Regions from separate parts of the Danio rerio genome. Here region 1 is linked to region 2. The links are chromatin contacts, called in public Hi-C maps. All regions are on one chromosome and are shown on one strand. The core of a region is the stretch at or near the end of the contact, and the rest is flanking DNA. Distances in the headings are between cores, read along the strand shown.

Evidence for each region. A called contact is a pair of places that touch in the nucleus more often than the background predicts.
Region 1: a Hi-C map of hematopoietic stem cells shows a contact between it and region 2, with 1.6 times the contacts expected there. The contact joins the enhancer-like site here to the promoter of si:ch211-13c6.2 in region 2. A contact is called at or near these places in 2 of 18 Hi-C or Micro-C datasets (embryo and hematopoietic stem cells) and 1 of 4 datasets of contacts at active chromatin or transcription factors (gastrula embryo).

What each region holds. Positions count from the first base shown.
Region 1 is chr19:44,903,141-44,908,315 of GRCz12tu, reverse strand. It overlaps nfyc (nuclear transcription factor Y, gamma), which reads right to left. Exons shown (of 11, transcript NM_199639.1): 6 at 4,484-4,660. Among named protein-coding and RNA genes, the nearest start is that of nfyc, 35 kb to the right of the region's middle. Within about 2 kb of position 2,700, at least 4 of the 62 cell types and tissues checked have an H3K27ac peak or open chromatin away from gene starts, as enhancers often do.
Region 2 is chr19:44,843,348-44,848,462 of GRCz12tu, reverse strand. si:ch211-13c6.2 reads right to left here and starts at 2,429. Exons shown (of 14, transcript NM_001430907.1): 1 at 2,272-2,429; 2 at 2,061-2,129; 3 at 1,875-1,943. The coding sequence starts at 2,120. It also overlaps a transcript of trioa not described here.

The DNA of each region.
Region 1 (5,175 bases), core at 1,451-3,950, 60 kb before region 2:
GCACTAATGAAGGGCCTCATTCGTGCTGCATGATGTCTATTAGCGTTTTGCATTGACTTGTAAATCACTCGTCTGGTTTGAACGCAGCATAAAAGAACTAAATTGTGCTGCGGAAGCAGAAGCTGCATGAATCTTTTCTTTATTTAATAAATGATTTGTGCCTTAGAAGATAATGCCAACACACAAAGAATATTTGAATGAAAGTTTCCATCATAGTTTATGCACATTTTTCTTATTGAATAAAAAGTTCATACTACTCAGTTTCGCATACGTTTTTATTATGCGCATTTGCTAAATTTATGCACATATTGGCGTTTCCATCAATCATTATTTTATGTATATATTCAAAATGTGCATAAAAATAGGTGGATAGAAACATAGCTATATTCACATTATAATCATATTTTTACTCAAAAATGTGCACTTAAAGGACTTAAAATCAGAATAACTTATCAAAATGCTACTATATGTAATTATTTAATTTTTAAAAAACAACCCAAAAAGCTTTTTGGAGGAAAATTCTGACAAAAGTGCATTGAGTTTAGTGTTGCTAAATCAAAAGTGTGTGATTTTGCTGTGAATATTTAACTGTGTCATTGTGTAGTTTCAGAAATGGTGCAAGCAGGCATTAACTGAAGCTTAAAGCAGCAGCAGAGGCGTCAAATTTGAAAATAATAGTAGAATAGTGAAATATGAAAATAATAATAGAAAAAATCTCATTTGGAGAAATGACAGCATTTAGCGGCACAAAGCAGTGAGCAGACAGTGAAATGAAGCCAATGCAGTTCTCTGTCCTCAGGTATGAAGAAAAAAAACCCTTAACAATCAATGTTGCATAAAAGGTAAACAAAAGAGAGCTTGAAGGAACGATTGTTTTCTCAAAATTCCTTATAAATGTGGCTGGCATTTTTTACTGGAGTTTTAACTATCCAATGAAAAAAAAAATGTTTTGGTAATCTTTAAATCAAAGTCTTACCAATTTGCACTTGAGCCACCATATTCTCAACCACGGCCACAGACTGTTAGTTTGCTATAAGGGAATAATGGCTACTTGCAGTTTACATGGAATTTGAAATCTTGTTTCTACAAAATGTTTTAATTTTTAGTATGTATTATTTAAATTTGTTGAGTCTTAAATATATTGTGTGACAGATAAGTCACTGTGTACATTACAAGAACATTAGATAATTTTTTGTACAAATTACATCAAAATCCGTTAATGCTCTTCTATTTTGTGAAGCTTTTTGAGCTGCCGTTCATACATAGTGTTTTTTTCTTTTTTGTAATTATTAATAAAATAATTCATACATTGTGAAAACTGATATAAATTTTTAAGATTCTTTGATGAAAATTCAAACCAAGAGATTTGAAATTAAATTTTTTGAAACATCAGAAAGGCTTTTAATGTCATTTCTGATTAGCTTTAAGTATACACCCCGAATTAAAAATGTGCAATCCAAAATTACACACCATACATAAATTAACTTATTGTTTTTTCCCATCAAATGTTATGCCAAAGCATTTATAAAGTTTAAATATAAAAAAAAAACATATACATAAAACATAGTAAACACAGTAAGTAGTAGTAGTAGTAAATAATAATAATGATAATAATAATTATAAAATAATAATAATAATAATTAATTATAATTATAATAATGACAAATGTAATGCCAAAGCATTTAGAAAGTTTAAATAAAACAAAAACCATATACATAAAACAGTAAACACAATAAATAGTAGTAAATAATAATAATAATAATAATAATAATAGTTATGCCAAAGCATTTATAAAGTTTAAATAAAAAAATATCCATAAATCATAGTAAACAGTAAATAGTATTAAATAATAATATTAAATTTTATGCCAAAGCATTTATAAAAGTTTAAATAAAAACATGTACATACTGTAAACCATTGTAATCAGTAAAATATAAATAATAATAGTAAATAATAATAAAAAAATAAACAACAATAAAAAATAAATCAGAATAAGCTTTACATTTAACAATCAACATTTAGTATAAAACAGTAATAATACATAATAATAATTAGAATACTTAGATTAATTTATAACCATCTAGAAGTGTTTGTGTGTGTTTGCAAGCGCATCACTGATGTTTTTATTGGTCTCCTCTCTCTTTGGTGATGGGCATTAATGTATTGTGCACGTAGAAAGATACAATCTGTTTTTTCCTCTAATAAATATTGAAGTTTTGTGTTTTTTTTGTGTTTTTGTGTTTTCAACTTTGTGAATTGAGACTAAATGCTCTGGAGTTTGGTGAAGAATCTCTCCCACTCTCCATCTCTCAAAAAATAAATAAATAAAATGAAGAGAAATAAATGACTACCAGGTAGAAATTCAGTTTCAGTGTGGTGAGACAATTTTTGAACCCTGCTGTATATGTATTTGTCCTGAAACCTCTCTAAGGTGACTGCAGCACATCTTTGGCCGAGTCTGACAGGTCAGCAAACTGCAGCTTGCTGAAGCAGCACTGATCCTCAGAGAAAGAGAGAAGGTGAGAAAGAGCACCCGAGGAGAAATTAAACTAATGAACACAAGATAAATTAATCAAATTCAACAAAACAGGAGATTTAGTAAAAGGGCTGCTGCTAAAACGCTTAACACATGCATCACATTAGAGACAGTCTGGACTCTCTACTGTTCACCTGATAGCGACGTGTGAATGACACCTCTGGGCTTTCAACCTTCACCAATCATGTTTCAAATGATCCTGTAATGGCCTGATCAAAGTAATCAGGGCTCAAGTGTTGCGCGAGAGAGTAAGTGCGATAAAGTTTCAAGGCTTTTGTCCACCAGACCGTAGCATAATATACACTGGGGTAATTACAAGGGCAAACAATGTCCTCTGCTTCTCTTTCCTGCGTTGACACATTTCTTATTAAAACAGGAAGTTTGGGTGGGACGTATAGAAAAGCTGTTTGTTACGTTTATATGGTTCGCAAATATAGAGCCATAAGTCATCGTTTGCTGTGTCATGCAGGATGAGTCATCATTGCTCTGTGTTAAAAAGCATATTGAAGAAATATTACTACAGCGCTGAAAACTGTATGCAGTAAGTGGATTTTCATTTACCAGTAACCTTTGTTCTATATGCTGTTAATCTTATCTGGCCATAAAATATTCAGCATGCTGTCATTGCCATATATCCTACTGCATATTACTGCCATTAACTAGAGCGGTGCTCAGAAATCCTTTCTGTGTCCATTCTGAGCTTTACTAAATGCATCGTTATTCTCTCTAGAATTGATTATAACCTGAGTTTGTTTTAACAGAAGATGGCGCTCAAGGCTAGTTTTTAGATAGAAAATTAAGGTCTAGGCTAGTTTTTAACAGCAGGTGGTGCTTTAGGCTAGTTTTTAAACAACAGACGGCGCTCAAGGCTAGTTTTAACAGGCACTCAGGGCTAGTTTTTAGATAAAAAATTAAGGTCTAGGCTAGTTTTTAAACAGCAGACGGTACTCAAGGCTAGTTTTTACAGCAGGTGGTGCTCTAGGCTAGTTTTTAACAGCAGGTGGCGCTCTAGGCTAGTTTTTAACAGCAGGTGGTGCTCTATGTCAATTTTTAAACTGCCAATGATGCTCTAGGCTAATTTTTAAACAGCAGACGGTGTTCAAGGCTAGTCTTTAAAAAGACAATTTCAGTCTGGGCTAGTTTTTAACAGCAGGTGGTGCTCTAGGTTAGTTTTTAACAGCAGATGGTGCTCTAGGCTAGTTTTTAACAGCAGGTGGCGCTCTAGGCTAGTTTTTAACAGCAGGTGGCGCTCTAGGCTAGTTTTTAACAGCAGGTGGCGCTCTAGGCTAGTTTTTAACAGCAGGTGGTGCTCTATGTCAATTTTTAAACTGCCAATGATGCTCTAGGCTAATTTTTAAACAGCAGACGGTGTTCAAGGCTAGTCTTTAAAAAGACAATTTCAGTCTGGGCTAGTTTTTAACAGCAGATGGCGCTCTAGGCTAGTTTTTAAACAGCAGACAGCACTCAAGGCTAGTTTTTAAACAGCAGACGGCACTCTAGGCTAGTTTTTAAAAAGAAAATTACAGTCTAGACTAGTTTTTTAACAGCAGATATTGCTCTTGGCTAGTTTTTAAAAGGAAAATTGCGCCTCAGGTTAGTTTTAGACAGGAGATGGCACTAGGCAAATGCACTGTATGCTAGTTTATGAAAGCAGACATCGCTCTAGGCTAGTTTTTAATAACAGATGGCGCTCTAGGCTACATTTTAACAGCAGATGGCGCTCTAGGCTAGTTTTAACAGCAGATGGCGTTCTAGGTTAGATTATAACAGCAGATGGCGCTCTAGGCTAGTTTTAACAGCAGATGGCGCTCTAGGCTAGTTTTAACAGCAGATGGCGCTCTAGGCTAGTTTTAACAGCAGATGGCGCTCTAGGCTAGTTTTAACAGCAGATGGCGCTCTAGTTTAAGTTGGACATCCATGTGCTTGTGGCGATGGTGCGGGCATTACCTGGCCTTGCTGAGGCTGAGCGATGATAATCTGGCCGGGCTGTAGTGTGGTGGCGGTGGGAGCGGAGACCTGCTGGCCCTGCTGCTGCCCTTGGACCTGCACTGCGCTAGGCTGCTGCGCCAACGTGAAGTAATATTGGACAGGCTCAGTCGGGGCCACAGACTGACGAACTTCCTCCTACACAAAAAAGCTTAATTATAGACAGCAGCAGTATTTATGATGATTGCCATATTAGCATCTGAAGCCTCTTTTCCACTGAGCGGTACGGTTCAATACAGCAGTGTTTCCCAACCCTGTTCCTGAAGGCACACCAACAGTATGTATTTTAGGTGTCTCCCTTATCAGACTTCAGGTTTTGGAGTCTCTTCTATTGTTCTGATGAGTTGATTCAGGAGTGTTTGAGTAGGAAGAGGTTGAAAATGTGCACTGTTGGTGTGCTTTCAGGAACGGGGTTGAGGAAACACTGCAGTACAGTACAGTGTGATTTGGAACGGCTCACTCTGATCACGCTTGCGTTTGCACTGCCAATAGTACCCTTAGTTAATATGTTTGGTGAACAACAAAGTAAGGTCATTTTTGGTCAAAGATATATTTTTATATTTGCGATCACACGTTGCAGTCATTGTACTATTACAGTGTTGTGTTTTGGCGGTGTATTTAAAGATGGCACTTCCTGTGTTGTCGTTCCCCTT
Region 2 (5,115 bases), core at 1,180-3,679:
CAGAAATTGAATAACCACAATGCACAAAATGCGTTTCTTACTTTTTCTGTCTCTTTTTTTTTAGTCCAAATATCAAAAAATTCTTAGATCAAGTAAAAATATTGTTTTGGTTTCACCGTCAAAAAAAACTAGTAAAAATTAAAGTGTTTTTCCCTTAAAACAAGCTAAATTATTTGCCATTGGGGTAAGTAAAATAATCTTGTTTTTGCTTTGAACTTTTGCTATTTGGACTAGAAACAAGACAAAAAGAAAGATTTTTTTGTTGCATAAATTATATAAATTCCAAATAAATACAGTGATTAAATACAGGGTTTCAGCAAGTTAAATTTAAGACTTTTAAAGAAATTTTTAAGACCATTATGAATTACATTTTAGACTCATAAAGGGCTAAACGCTAAGGATTTTTTTTAACGGCCAAGTTGGAAAAGATTTTTAATTTAGTTTTTTAAAAATATAATTTAATAAAACAATAATAGTAATAATTTAAAAAATATATATAGTCTAGCTAATTCTAAGCAAAAGGTTTTTAATATTGTGTCAAAAGAAGCAAGCTCTAATTGTATACATACACTTTTTTTTCAACATAACCTTTTTTTTAATTAATTATTTAAAGGTTTTGAAAACTATATTAAACTGAATGTATGCACAACAGTCTGTCCATGACAGCTTAAATACACGCAGTAAATACATGGAGAACTTAAAAAAAACTGTTATTGTAAGGAATTAATTAAACCATTATGGTAAACAGAGTTAAAAATGACATTCTTAAATACAAAGTTTTGAGATGGATTGTTGGTGTTTGGATAGGTGTTGGCCAGATTGTGTAGCTATACAGGAACAAATGAAAATTAAGACCCGCTTAAAAAAAGATTTAAGACCTTCAACACAATACTTCAGTAAATTTAAGACCTTTTAAGGCCTAAAAAAAGTTTTTGCGATTTAAGACTTTTTAAACCACGCGGATACCCTCTAAATACAAATATGTAGCTTCTAGTCAACTATTATCCAGACTCAACATTGCATATCTTTGCAATCTGACTATTGCGGATGCTCACATTGCGATGTCGACGCTAAAACGATATATTCTGCAGCCCTAGTAGGAAATAAAAATAACTACAGAAGTCAAAGCTGTTTTTTCCTCACAACATTCTTCAGTATATGTTGCTTTGTATTCAACAGAAGAAAAAAAAAACTCAAACAGGTTTAGAAAAAGTGTAAATGATGATGACAGAATTTTCATTTTTGGCTAAACTATCTCTTTAATCAAGAAATACACATCAGTAAAAGACGAGATGTCCCATTTACGTGTATGCATCAAACTGAACTTACAAAGTGTCTGATGTTTCAGATAAGTTTTATGAATATAAAAACTCCAAACTAATATGAAAACAGATATATTTTTTTGTAAAAAAAAACAACACTTAATAAACATTTTGCTAATAGGTGAGACCTTGTGTTTTGAAGGATAGTAGCAATGTAAAAAGCTTCAAAATTACAATTAATTATTAATTTTTGCAATTGTTATTATAGATTATTCTAAATATACCTTACAAGACTGTTTAGTAGTATTTAAATACACAACATTATTGTTTTGATACTTGACAAACCTCTCTCCTTTAAATCATAAATATCATTTAACTACTGGAAATTAATTATGAAATAAATAGTACTGAGAAATGCAATTTATATTTATAAAAAACAACTTTCAAATTTTACATAAATTAAAATTTTAAATATTACAGTATATTTTAATATTTAATCTACCCATTCCAGTGTTTTGATTCTTTAGAAATCTAATAAGCTGAATTAACGCTTAAATATTAGTGAGTATTATTATTTTTAAATATCCTTATTTATATTCTGTCTCTGCTTACCTTTAAGTGTTGCATTGATGTCACGTGGATTTTGTAATTGGTGTCCCCCCTTATTTTTTTCTCGCAGATCTAAGGATCAAAGATAGAAATATAAATTAGTCACACACATTTAGGCCATTGCCTTTATATTACTTTATAACAAACAGGGAGAATATGAGCATCCGAATTAAAATAAACAGGATTCACCATGCAGTCAATGAAAGAGTTGGCCTGGTCGTCGTCGTACACTGTCAGTAAATCAGTCATCTTTGCAAACTAAAAGAAAACAGATTGTTTCAATTTAGTTATGTATATATGTTGTGCATTAAACCAAACTAAACCAAAGCAATGCGCAAATGTAGCATACTTAGCATATCATGACAATCTAACGTTACGTAATAAATCATTTTCGACATACCTACTATTACGCCTGTCCGCAACGTCGAATAAGCTGTATTTTAGCGAATTAACACTTTAATGCTGCTGATATTAATATATTTTACTTGATAATGCAAAAAACGATGACAATAACAACAACAAATTGGTGAAACGTAATTTTTAGGTTAGGCCGCTCTCGTCTTCGGCTTCTTCTGTGTTAAAATTCTCTTGCTACAAAAAGGTTTGTACCACCTAGTGGTTCGGCGAAAACAAAATAAATTGAATAATATAGAAATAAGTACCGTTTAGTAGTTCACAAGCTGACGTTTGTTGGTTATGTAAAATGTTAAGTCACCATTTAATGTATATCTAGGACACAATTTATGACTGTTTTCTCTCTATTATATTTCATTTAAATAAGTATTTAACTTTCCCTGTGATGGGTTGCAGCTGGAAGGTCATCCGCTGCGAAAAACCGCTGGTAAGTTGGCGGTTCATTCCGCTGTGGCAACCCCTGATTAATAAAGGGACAAAGCCAAAAAGAAAATGAATAAATGAATGAATGAATGAATGAATGAATGAATGAATGAATATTTAACTTCTGTATGATGGTGATTGTGATTTTCCCAAGTAGAATGCAATACTGGATTAACAACTATGTTGATCCCTGAACATCAGTCTTGTGCAAAAATGTAATATAACCCCTAACTTGAAATTATTTTGAAATGAGAGGGGATTAACAGGTGGATAGCATTGATGCAGAAGCACAAACCCCTAACTGTAAGCCTAAAGTTATCCCTGAAATCTGATTGAAACGTTGTTTCATTCATTGTCAAAATAGATGTTTATCCAGGAATATGGCCTACTTTGTGAAATCACACTAGCCTGAAATGCAGAAGCATGCACTTTCCTTCAAACAGGCCACTGAGTAGAATGTCAGCCAGTGCACTCACAGTTTTACCCGCCAGATGTCAGTGTGATTCAACAATTGTGGGATAAATTACATAAATTCTACTGAAAAACAGAAGCATATCATGATCTAACTTTTCACCTGAAATATATATATATATACATCCAGTTGAAGTCAGATTTATTAGCCCCCTGTTTATTTTTTCCCCAATTTCAGTTTAATGGAGAGACTTTTTTTTAAACACATTTCTAAACATAATAGTTTTGATAACTCATTTCTAATAACTGATTTATTTAATCTCTGCCATGATGACAGTAAATAATATTTGACTAAATATGTTTTAAGATACTTCTATACAGCTTAAAGTGACATTTAAAGGTTTAATTTAAATTGGTTAACTAGGCAAGTTAGGGTAAAAAAATACAGCTTAAATGGGCTAATAATTTTGACCAATAATTTCAACTAAAAATTATTTTTTATTATTAAAAACTACTTTTATTCTAGCTGAAAAACAACAAATAAGACTTTCTCCAGAAGAAAAAATATTATCAGACATACTGTGAAAATGTCCTTGCTCTGTTAAACATCATTTGAGGGGGGGCTAATAATTCTGATTTCAACTATATATATATATATATATCCATATGATATGTATGCTGGATAAGTTGGTGGTTCACTCCGCTGTTGGGTATGGAGCATAAAACCTGCAAAAACAATAAATAAATAAATATGCAAATAAATAAATTAATAAATACACAAATTCCTGCATAAATAAAACTATACATGAATAAATACACATTAAATAAATAAATGTATATATAAATCTTCCAATGCAGTTTGTTCTAATACACCCATTTATATATCCACAAGTAAAAAGTCAGGAAGATTTCTGACAAATTGTATTATTTAAACATAATAATAATGAAAAATAATAATAAACGCATAAGCCACCTATAATTATTATGATAAAATTATATATATATATATATATATATATATATATATATATATATATATTTATATATATATATATATATATAATTAATTAATAATAATTAATATTATTATTTTATTATTTACTATATAATAAATTATAATAATGATAAATATAATAATTATTATTATTCGAGTATTAGATTTTATATATTATATTTATTATATTATATATTAGATTTTTTATATATTATATTATAATAATATATATTTGTTATTTTATTATTAGTAGTAGTATTATCTAATATATATGTAGATATGTAGATTGTATGCAATTCAATTTAAAAATAATTTAGTTAAGGTCACTAGAACAGGTAAAAAGCTGGAAAGAGTGTTATTCAGCGGTGATCTCCCGCCCCCTGCCGTCTCTCCGCTCCGCACGGGAGAACCGACCGCCGGCCGGCGCTGTTAATGTGTGTTATAACCAAGATGGAGGAGGTTTTGTGATGTTCCCCAGCAGCACTCAGAAGTGATCCTTTTCCCGTCCGTGTCAGATCAGTGCTCAGACACAGAGGCGGAGGACGCCTTTTCCAAATCCTTCTGTCTGTGGGGGAATAAAACAGCAACTTTAGATTTGGATAGTAGTTTTTTTGTGTGTTTTTTCGTCAGCCATGAGCTCGGGGGAAGGGGCCGAGGAGGCGGCTAAGGACGCGGCCGATATAGCGACATTCTTCAAATCTGGTAAGCCCGACAATTCGCCCGAAAGCTCTGATTGAATGGCGCGAGGCTCCGGGACATTGTTCGTGCACTGGGTGGGTGGGGAAGGCTGTCTAGATCATGGAAATTAGCAGTGACTACTGTTGAATATAATGCTTTAAGTGCAAGAATCCACTTCATTGTTGGTCTGATTACCTGCGTTTGGATGAAAATGTGGTTTATTACAGCATAGCTGGAGAAATTTCAGTTGGTTTTGTCGTTAGCATGTGTGAGCCACTGATGCTAGCTGGGGAAATATTTTAGCAGGAATTTTTAAAACAAAAA